Regions from separate parts of the Mus musculus genome. Here region 2 is linked to region 1. Evidence: chromatin contacts called from public HiChIP or PLAC-seq data. All regions are on one chromosome and are shown on one strand. Each heading gives the region's core, a stretch centred on a gene start, on an enhancer-like site or on the middle of the called end of the contact. The rest is flanking DNA. Distances are from core to core; before and after follow the strand shown. Region 1 holds the start of Dst (dystonin). Region 2 holds the start of Fam168b (family with sequence similarity 168, member B).

The links. HiChIP or PLAC-seq counts read pairs in DNA pulled down with a chosen protein or histone mark.
Region 2: a contact with region 1 is called in an HNF4G HiChIP or PLAC-seq map of pancreatic cancer cells. The contact joins the promoter of Fam168b here to the promoter of Dst in region 1. A contact is called at or near these places in 2 of 39 promoter capture datasets (cranial neural crest and frontonasal cranial neural crest) and 1 of 115 datasets of contacts at active chromatin or transcription factors (pancreatic cancer cells).

Annotation. Positions count from the first base shown.
Region 1 is chr1:33,906,491-33,910,785 of GRCm38.p6, forward strand. It overlaps Dst (dystonin), which reads left to right and starts at 1,735. Exons shown (of 103, transcript NM_001276764.1): 1 at 1,735-1,962; 2 at 2,509-2,543. The coding sequence starts at 1,782. It overlaps Bend6 (BEN domain containing 6), which reads right to left and starts at 1,131. Exons shown (of 7, transcript NM_177235.3): 1 at 1,076-1,131.
Region 2 is chr1:34,841,777-34,846,404 of GRCm38.p6, forward strand. It overlaps Fam168b (family with sequence similarity 168, member B), which reads right to left and starts at 1,274. Exons shown (of 7, transcript NM_174997.2): 1 at 1,052-1,274.

The DNA of each region.
Region 1 (4,295 bases), core at 485-2,984:
CAGTGTCGGCAAGCAAGGTGCTTTCCATCCTCAGCCTCAAACAACAGAATGAGTGGCATATAATAGCAATCTGTATTTGTTTTAGGAGGCCAACATGCAAATAAGAGCACATTTTCCTGTGCTTTCCGTGCTTATGAACCTGGCATCAGGGCTAAGCAACATCTTTCCGCATTTCTTTTAATGCTCACACTTGATAATACATCATTCACCTATCAGTCACTAATGGCTACACATTTTTGCAGAACTGAACAGTTGGTTTCATATAGTTAGACAACAATACACACATTCCTATCGATTCTTCAATTGACTTTTGGAATTTTACGAATTATTTAGTTTCAAGCCAGTTACTAGAAATTGCACAAATGTAATATTTCATTTGTCATATGTCATATAGTTAATTTAAAAAATACAAGTCAATGAAAGAAAACAAATCATCCAACTCCCACAGGGAAAGCCAGTTTGCCTTAGGGGCAAGCAGGGCAGAGCACTGCACTGGCCCGCTAAGGCCGCAACACGCTGCAGGCGGCCACTGCAGCTTTGGCTTTCTCGCCAGGTGGCAGAGGCCCTCCGCAAAAGAGCACACCGCAGCGCTCACGCCTTGCCTTCTTCGTTGGCACCGAATCAGCGATCACTGTCAAGTGTCCAGCCCACAACTGCGATACAGTTTTTGCGGATTGTAACGGAATGTAAGGGAAGCTGGAAAAAAACGGCAAAGGGGAGAAGGGTGTGTACCCGAGTGTGACCGATCGCCGTTGTCTGACAGTGCCTAAAAATTTCTCCTGCAGTATCTACAGGCCAATCAATCACCAACTTCCTTCATCCTTCATCATGTCAGATCCTTACATCTAAAATCACCTCTCCCTACAAAGCCAATAAATGAATCAGGGTTCTTTGACCGTGGCAGAGCTCACGTCTGGGCTGAGAATCAGCACCAAGTTTGGGGGTGGTAGGGTGCAAGCCTGCAGACCGCGGCGTGCCGCCTTTCCTAAGATTGGACCAGCTTGGAGATGGCCCTTCCAGGTGCTCGCGCCTCCATGCGCAGGGACTACCCCCGCCCCCAAACCAAATAGCTCACCCTGCTGCATCCTCCGAGCCCCAGCCTCCGGGCGGGCTCAGGGAGGCGGGAGCCCGGGTTCCCCCCGGCTCCTTGGCGCCCCCTGACGTCGGCCTCCAGCAGAAGGTCCGCGGAGGCTTACACAGGCGAAACCCGGGGGTCCCCGCGCACCGCCGCCCGGCGCGTGGCCTGGCGGGCCGCGCGCGCACCGAACCGACCTGCTGGAGGGCGCGCGCCGCTCGGTCCCGGCCCCAGCCATGCGCGCGCGCCCGCACCCGCGCCGCCGCTGCCGCCGCAGCCCGTGACGTCACCCACCGAGCCCCCCGCCGGCTCGCCGCGCCCCGTCCCGCCCCACGTGCGCCGGCTTCAGGACGCCGAGGCCCCGGGCGGCCACCCGATGATGCTCCCAGCCGGCTGCGTCCCGGGCGGGGCTGAGCCCGAGAGCTGCGCGCGGGCTGGGGCGCCTGCGGAGGGAGGGGCGCGGCTCTCGCCGCTGCGCCGCGTGCTGAGTCATGGCGAGAGCTGCCCGCTGCTCTCCATCAGTCGTTCCGGGGCCGGCGCGGGGTGTGCAGCCATTGGGCCGCGCGCGGGGCCGCGAGCGCCGGGCTTGACGCGCTGAGCCGCGCTCGCCCCTGTCCGCCGCGCCCGCCCCGCGTCCCGCGCCCCGCGCCCCGCGCGCTCTGCAGCCTTAGCCCCGCGCCGCACGGCCCCCCGCCTCGCCCGCACCATGATCGCCGCCGCTTTCCTCGTTTTGCTGAGACCCTACAGCATCCAATGTGCTCTCTTCCTCTTGTTGCTCCTGCTGGGCACCGTCGCCACCATCGTCTTCTTCTGCTGCTGGCACCGCAAGCTCCAGAAAGGGAGACATCCGATGAAATCGGTCTTTTCGGGTCGTTCCAGAAGCAGAGGTAAGACACGCCGCCGCTGGGTTCTTCTGGGCAGAAGCGAGGTTCAAGCCTTCTCTGCCTCTTCTGCCCACTCAGTGCCCACTCCTCAAGCTAAGTGCATTTATTTATTTAACGCGCCCTGGCCCTTTGGCCTCACCTCCATCCTCTGAGTCACCAGGTTTGGATAACCACGGAGATTCGGAGGTCCTGGAAGGAAGGATCAGGCTCCGATTCTTAGGGTCAGTTTGCTAGAGCCCAGAAGGTAATTGTAGGGGAGTCCTGGGCTGAGGTACTCGTATCTTTGCCAAGCCTTTGCTGGAGCTTAGGAATAAAAAAGTAAGGCGTGATGATATGGGCTCCCCTCTCCCAACTTTGCTGGAACTTCTTGCAGAGAAATCACCTTAGAGACAGATGGTCCAATACTCTCTCCGCCCCGCCCCAATATGCCCACGGAATTGGAGAGAGACACCTAGAATGTGCTTTCCCGAATCCAGGTAAGTGATCAGTAACTCTTTAGGCTGAGAACAAGGAGTTAACGGAGTCTCGTTTTCCCTCTTTTCTCCCCAGATGCTGCTCTGAGATCTCATCACTTTCGCTCTGAGGTAATTTATTTAGCGCACACTCTCAAGGTCAGAGTAGCTTTCTTTCCTGAGTACCAGCATTAATCATATACGTGTTTAAAAAGCCAGTAGGGCACCGAATGGGAAGCCTGCAGTCCCTAAGCCCAAAGTGACATGCTTCTTAAGCAATTCCATAGTCACGCCTGGGGCGCATTGTGTGTGTTTGTGTGTGTCTAGTGTAGTGGAGTTTGCGTTACAAGAGGTGGGAGGGGCAGCCCCTAAAAGAGAGAATTTAGTCTGGGAATGGATATCAGTTTAGCTTACAATCTGCACTTGTGGTGGAAGCACTTCCTGGTTGCTTCCGGAGGTCGGTAGCTAAACCACAGTGTAAACCACTTAGGTCGTTATTGCCGAAGAGTTTGAAGCAAACTCCAGTTGAGACTCCAGGTGACATCCCTACGGGCTTAGTTTGCTGCCCAGGATGGTTTTTACATGATAGTAATGTTGATGAAGAAGATACGCCAGAGTGTGTACTTAGTGTCTGTTCTAGACTATCCATCTAGAGTAGGTGACTGGACGCTGCCAGTGCAGGAAACTGCAGGAGAACCACCTCCAGTTAGAACAAGACACAGCTCTGCCTGACCCACTGGCTTTCCAGTTGCCCACTTCAAGTTTTTTCTCTTTGGGCGAAATCTGCCTATATCAGGCCATGGAGGTTACTTTATGATGCAGGGTCTTCATCTTAGCAAAGTACTGTGGTGTCTAGCCCCCTACTACAGTTTTGTTAGTTACCTGAAGTTACTTCACATCTTGTTTGACTTGTTCATCAGAGGTTTTATTGCACCCCGGATTCCTTGCTAGACTGTGATTATTTAAGCTTAGCTGCATTAGCATAATGTTACTATGTTGCATGCTGAGTAACTCTATTGCATGTACACTGGAAGTGAGAGTTCTGTGTTAGTTAAGATTTGTGGAAGAAGAGCTTGCCAACTGTCAGCAGGCCTGGATCTAGCTTTATACTAACTAGTGGGGGTGGGGGTATGGGTGTGGTTATGGGGTCGGGCTGTATGTGGAAAAACAGTGTGCCAAAACAGGGCCAACAGTACCCTGTAGGGGTGTATGTGGAAATCATTTTTAAAAATTATGTAAAAAAATAATTAGTTCATAGGAGGTATTTAGTTTTGGGTAGCCATCGTACATTTTGTAAAATTCAACTGAAAATTGCCAGGTGTGGTGGCTGGCGCACACATTTGATCCACACACTTGGAGGCAGAGGCAGGGGATGTCTGTGAGTTTTGAGGCCAGCCTGGTCTATATAGTGAGTTCCAGGATAGCCAGAACTACATTGTGAGATCCTGTCTCAAAAAAGAAAGAAAGAAAGAAGGAAAGAAGAGGAAAAAGGAAGATGAGAAGAGAGAGAAAAATTTGTAAAAATCGAGATAATATTTGAAATGAAGTCTTTAGAAAATTAGGTCAGGTTCATGGACTACACATGAACTAGATCTGGTGGAATAGTGTTTGAAGAGCAGAGTAAGTAAAATTTAAATGCAACAAAGTAAATAGTGGGCAGGGCACAAGTTTTAGGATATAGGGGATTGTCTGGAAAAAGATTCACCAACTCTATGCAGATAAATGAGAGAAGAATGACTGTGCTGTGAGCTTGCCCTGGACATTTTGGCATAAGCATGTTTTATCTTGAGCTGATTGATTCAGAAGTCTGGGAGCAGCCGTTCAGTGCCTTATCTTGTTCTGTAAGATTGCTAGCATAGTTTGAAATCCTTGTGTATACTTGTT
Region 2 (4,628 bases), core at 24-2,523, 930 kb after region 1:
AGAAAAGTCCAGTAACAGCAGCCAGCGGTTTCCTCCTCCTTCCTGGGTTCCAGGCACTGGCCTTATACAGACGGTCACTTCCACCCTTAGGGGCAGGAGGTCAGGAGAAGGGCAATTCTATCAACCGCTTCTCAACACCTCCTAGGTGAATGCAGAGACAAGCAACTCAAAACCCTGAAGCCCCCGCCTACTAGACCTTAACTTTCATTTGGTTCTGGTTACAATTAATTTTAACACCCGTAAAGCTTTTCTCACATGTCAAAACATTCCAAAAATGCTGCACGAGTAAACTACAGACACTACCGAAAAAAAAAAAATGAGCCAGCTTTATACAAAGACTAAAGAAAGCAAGCCCTTCAACGATTTCCACCACAGTAGCTTCGGCATTAGGAAAGGTGGCCTAGATTTCTCAAATCTTGGCTGTCAAAGGGAAAACCACTCATTAGCCTTTGACCTACCGAAGTTTTAAAGGCCGTCCTAATTACTTGCACCAGAACTACTCTAATTTAAAATCTTGTCATACTACAGAAAATCATCTCATCTTACACAAGGCGAAGTGGAGAGTTTAAGGCATAGGAACTGCCCAAACCTTTTTTTCTTTTTTTAAATTTTTTTTAAATGTAAGGTGTGTATGCGCACATGTGAACCTTTTCACTAGCAAACCTCCTTGCACGCAGAACACTCCAAGATGTTTACGTGAGTGCTTAAAACAATCAGCTCAGACAATGCAGGAGATACCACGAGAGAGAACACCCAGCCGAGGACGCGCTGGCAGGTCGTCCTTCTCTTTTTTCAGATGAACCTGGGCCACGGCCCGGAACGTCCTTCCTTTGCTAAGGTACCCTCCGAAGCCCACGTTTTCCAGCGAGAGGGGGATCGCCGGGTCTGCGGCGGCCCCGCGACCTTCCCGCCCCGCCCCCCGGCCCGCCGCGGACAAAGCGGCGCCCCTGCTCCCCGCGCGGCCCGACCAGGCGCTGCACAAAGCGCCGCACTTCCGGCCCGCGCCCGCCCGCCCGCCCCGAGCTGCCGCCCCCATGCTTCCCGTACTCACGGTGGCCTGAGCCTCCGGGACCGGCGCGCGCCGGCCCGAGCCGGCACGGCGTGGGGCTCGGCGACGGGCAGTGCCCAGACGACGCTCGGTTGCGGCCGACCGCTAGGCCCGCGCTGCCTCCCGCCCGCCCGCCAGCCTCGCCGCGGCCCCCGCTCCCGCCGACGCTGCGCAGACACCGCAGCCCACGACCTCACTTCCGCCCGCCGCGCGCCAGCCGGGGGCGCGCCGGGCACGTGACGCAGCTGCGCGCGCGCGCCCCGAGAGGCTTGCGCGAGATGCCCGGATGCTAGGACGCGCGCCTAGACTGCGAGCCTCCGCTCAAGCTCCGGCTAAAACCGGGCTGCAAACATCCTTGTAGAAAGTAGTTATGGCCCGTTGTAAGCATTTCCCCTGTTTTGTCCTTGTTTGGTTTTGGACCAGGATGGCCTTGAATTTACAGCTCTTCCTGCATCTACCTCTAGAGTACTGGCCTTAAAGCGACAGCCACCGAGCACAGTCCTAAGATTTTATTTTTAATATGCGTGTAAGTGTGTAGCTGTGTGTGGGGTTGTTCACAAGAGTGCTGGCATGTGATCCTCTCTAGCTGGAGTTACAGGGGATTTCTAGCTTTCCTACGTGCGGTGGTGATGGAAACTTCTCTGAGCCATCTCTGGGATTCCCCACCCCCCTTTAAAAAGATGTATTCGTTTTGTGTGTGAGTGTTTCGCCTGCAAGAATGTGTGTTCACTGCCAAGTACCTGCTTAACGCCTACAGAGGTCAGAAGAGGGAGTTACAGATGTTTATGAACCATTCTGTGAATTGAACCCAGGTGCTCTATAAGAGCAAGCAGCAAACATAGCCTTTAACCCCAACATTTGGGACGCAGAGGCAGGGGGATCTCTAAGTTAGAGGCCAACTTGGTCTAAGGATTGATATCAGCCAAGGCTATGCAGAAAAATTCTGTCTAGAGAAGAAAAATAATCACTGAGGCATCTCTCCACCCTCTTTTCTTTTTGATCTTTCAGTTCCAAGGCCACCAAAAAGATTTTTACCCCGGTAAGCTTGCATCTGTCACAGAGCTAAGAAATAACAAGCACTTAGAGCAAGCCCCAAACCACACTGGCTTCACAAAACAGAAAAGTCAACATCAAGTATGCATGCTAGGAAATGTTTGGGAATAGAGAATAGTAAAAAAGGGGCAGTTAAGCTTCCTATCAGATATGAAAGCATATTTAAAGGCTGCAGCCGATAAGCTCACTAGTGCACAAATAATGAACCAATGGAATGTAATGGGAAATCCAGAAGTATACTAAAACAATTGGGAGAAGTTGACATCTAATAAAATATTTCATATCACTAGGTGCTATTATTTGGATCTTAAAGGTTCAAAAAAAAAATCTACATGTTGATGTCTTGGCTGCTAGCCTGAGAGCTGACACTGTGTATGCTACACAGACTCAGAGATTTGCCTGCCTCTGCCCTTAAGTGCTGGGATTAAGGACATGTGCCACCATGCCTGGCTTTTCCCACCATTTTTTTTCCACAGCAAACATGACTAGCTGAGGATGAAGAAGGATCACTAAATTATTGGTACTGGGGCCACCACAAACGTATAGACTGTATCTGTAACTCATGCACCAGAATAGATTCCAACTTTTAAAAAAGGCATACATTTTTAAGTGTGGAAACAAAAAAGAAGAGAACATGGGGAAGTTCATTTCTAAATATGGAGTAAAGAACTTCTCTTGTCAAAAGCCACCAACAATGCCTATGAGGAACACTGATTGGAGGGGCAAGGAAGTGGGATTAGCAGGTTAAAAAGCTTTGCACTGAAGCCTGGGGGTCCTCAGAGCCCACTAGTGAAAGAGAACAGTCTCCATTAAAATTTTGAAAATGTTTTGGAGAAATCACCTTAAGGAAAATTAAAAGGCACTTGATTAAGAATGAAACACCACAAAAGGTTAATCTCTTTAGTATTCTGAGACCTTCCAGAGGCCAATAAGAACCAGTTATAGCCGAGAACATATAAATAGGTCTCAATAATATGGAAAAAAAAAGTCAACTGTATCTCTACATACACACAAAAAAATTCAGGTTAAAACTTTAAGACACAGGACTTTGGAGGCAGAGATATAAGGAGAGCCTCAAGCTTGAAGCCATCTGGCCTACATGGTGAGTTCTTAGGCCATCAAGAATTTGTTTCAATAAGAAAGGCAACAAAACAAAACCTCAAGCAAACAAACATTAAGGTGGCATTTTTACCAGTGGCTGGGAAATACTGCTTTAAAAAAGGCAATATCCTCTGTTGGTGAAGCCTCAGAAGTGGACACCCAGCAGCTGGATGGGTGAGGGGACCTTCTGAGATGTGTATCAGGATCAGTGCACACAAAGACACAGAGCTTTTAGCTCAGCAACTCCATTTCTGAAGGCTCATCCATATAGGTAACTTTCTACTAGCCAGGGTTCTCTATAGAGTAACAGAGTTTAAAGAATGAATCTCTGTATATGTAAAAGGGAGATTTATTAGAACGGTTTTCAGACAGAGGTCCAACTAATTCAACAATGGTTGCCGATGAACTGAAGGTCTGAGAATTTAGCAGTGCTCAGTCCACGAGGCTGGATGTCTCAGCTGGTCTTCAGTATACACTGGAATCCTGAAGAAGTGGGCTCTAATGCCAGTGAAAGAGTAGACTTGCTAGTAGGCAAGAGCGAGCAGGCAAACAAAAGCTTCCTTCTTCCATGTCCTTACATAGGCTTCCAGAAGAAGACGTGGCCCAGATTATAGGTGTGTCTTCCTGCCTTAGGATCCATAGTAAAGGCCAGTTGATCTTCCAATTTCAAATTAAGCAAATGCTCTCCATTTTTGGATTTTAGTTAATTTCAAATGTAGCCAAGTTGACAGCCAAGAATAGCCATCACACTTATAAAATTAAACAAGTACACACTTATTCCAGAGAGCTTTCCTTATAACAGTACAAAACAGGAAGCTCCCTCCAGATGTTATTTTGGGATCTGGGATAGAGGGCTGTGCTGAACTTTTCTAGCCTAAGGATGGAGCTGTTATCACCCCAGGACAGAATGGGATCTGAGCAAGGCTGCAGTTCACTCCAAGTATGGTGTGGAAGAGTTCTCCATAACATGTTCTAATCTCTTATGGCATCATGACGCTACTGTAGAAGAATCTACACTTTAGGCAACTGGGTCATTTGACCCCTTATAACTCATGAAGTCTTTACAAAGCCAAATCTAAGAAAAAGGTAAGTAAATCACGCTGTAAACTGTATTCCTTCACCAAGTGATGAGCTGCCCCTCTAGTCATCTAGATGCGACCCTGTGGTGGTATGAATTGTCAGCCTAACAGACTCTAGAGGCACCAAGAAATCCCTCCTCCATAGGAGATTATCTTGGGTGTGTTAATTGATGGGTAAACCCATCTTAATGGTGGTTGGAACCTTGCCTTGTGTCATGACCCCTGCACTGTATAAAATTAATAAAGGGAACTTTTTGTTTGTTTGTTTTTCGAGACAGGATTTATCTGTGTAGCCCTGGCTATACTAGAACTCACTCTGTAGACCAGGCTGGCCTCGAACTCAGAAA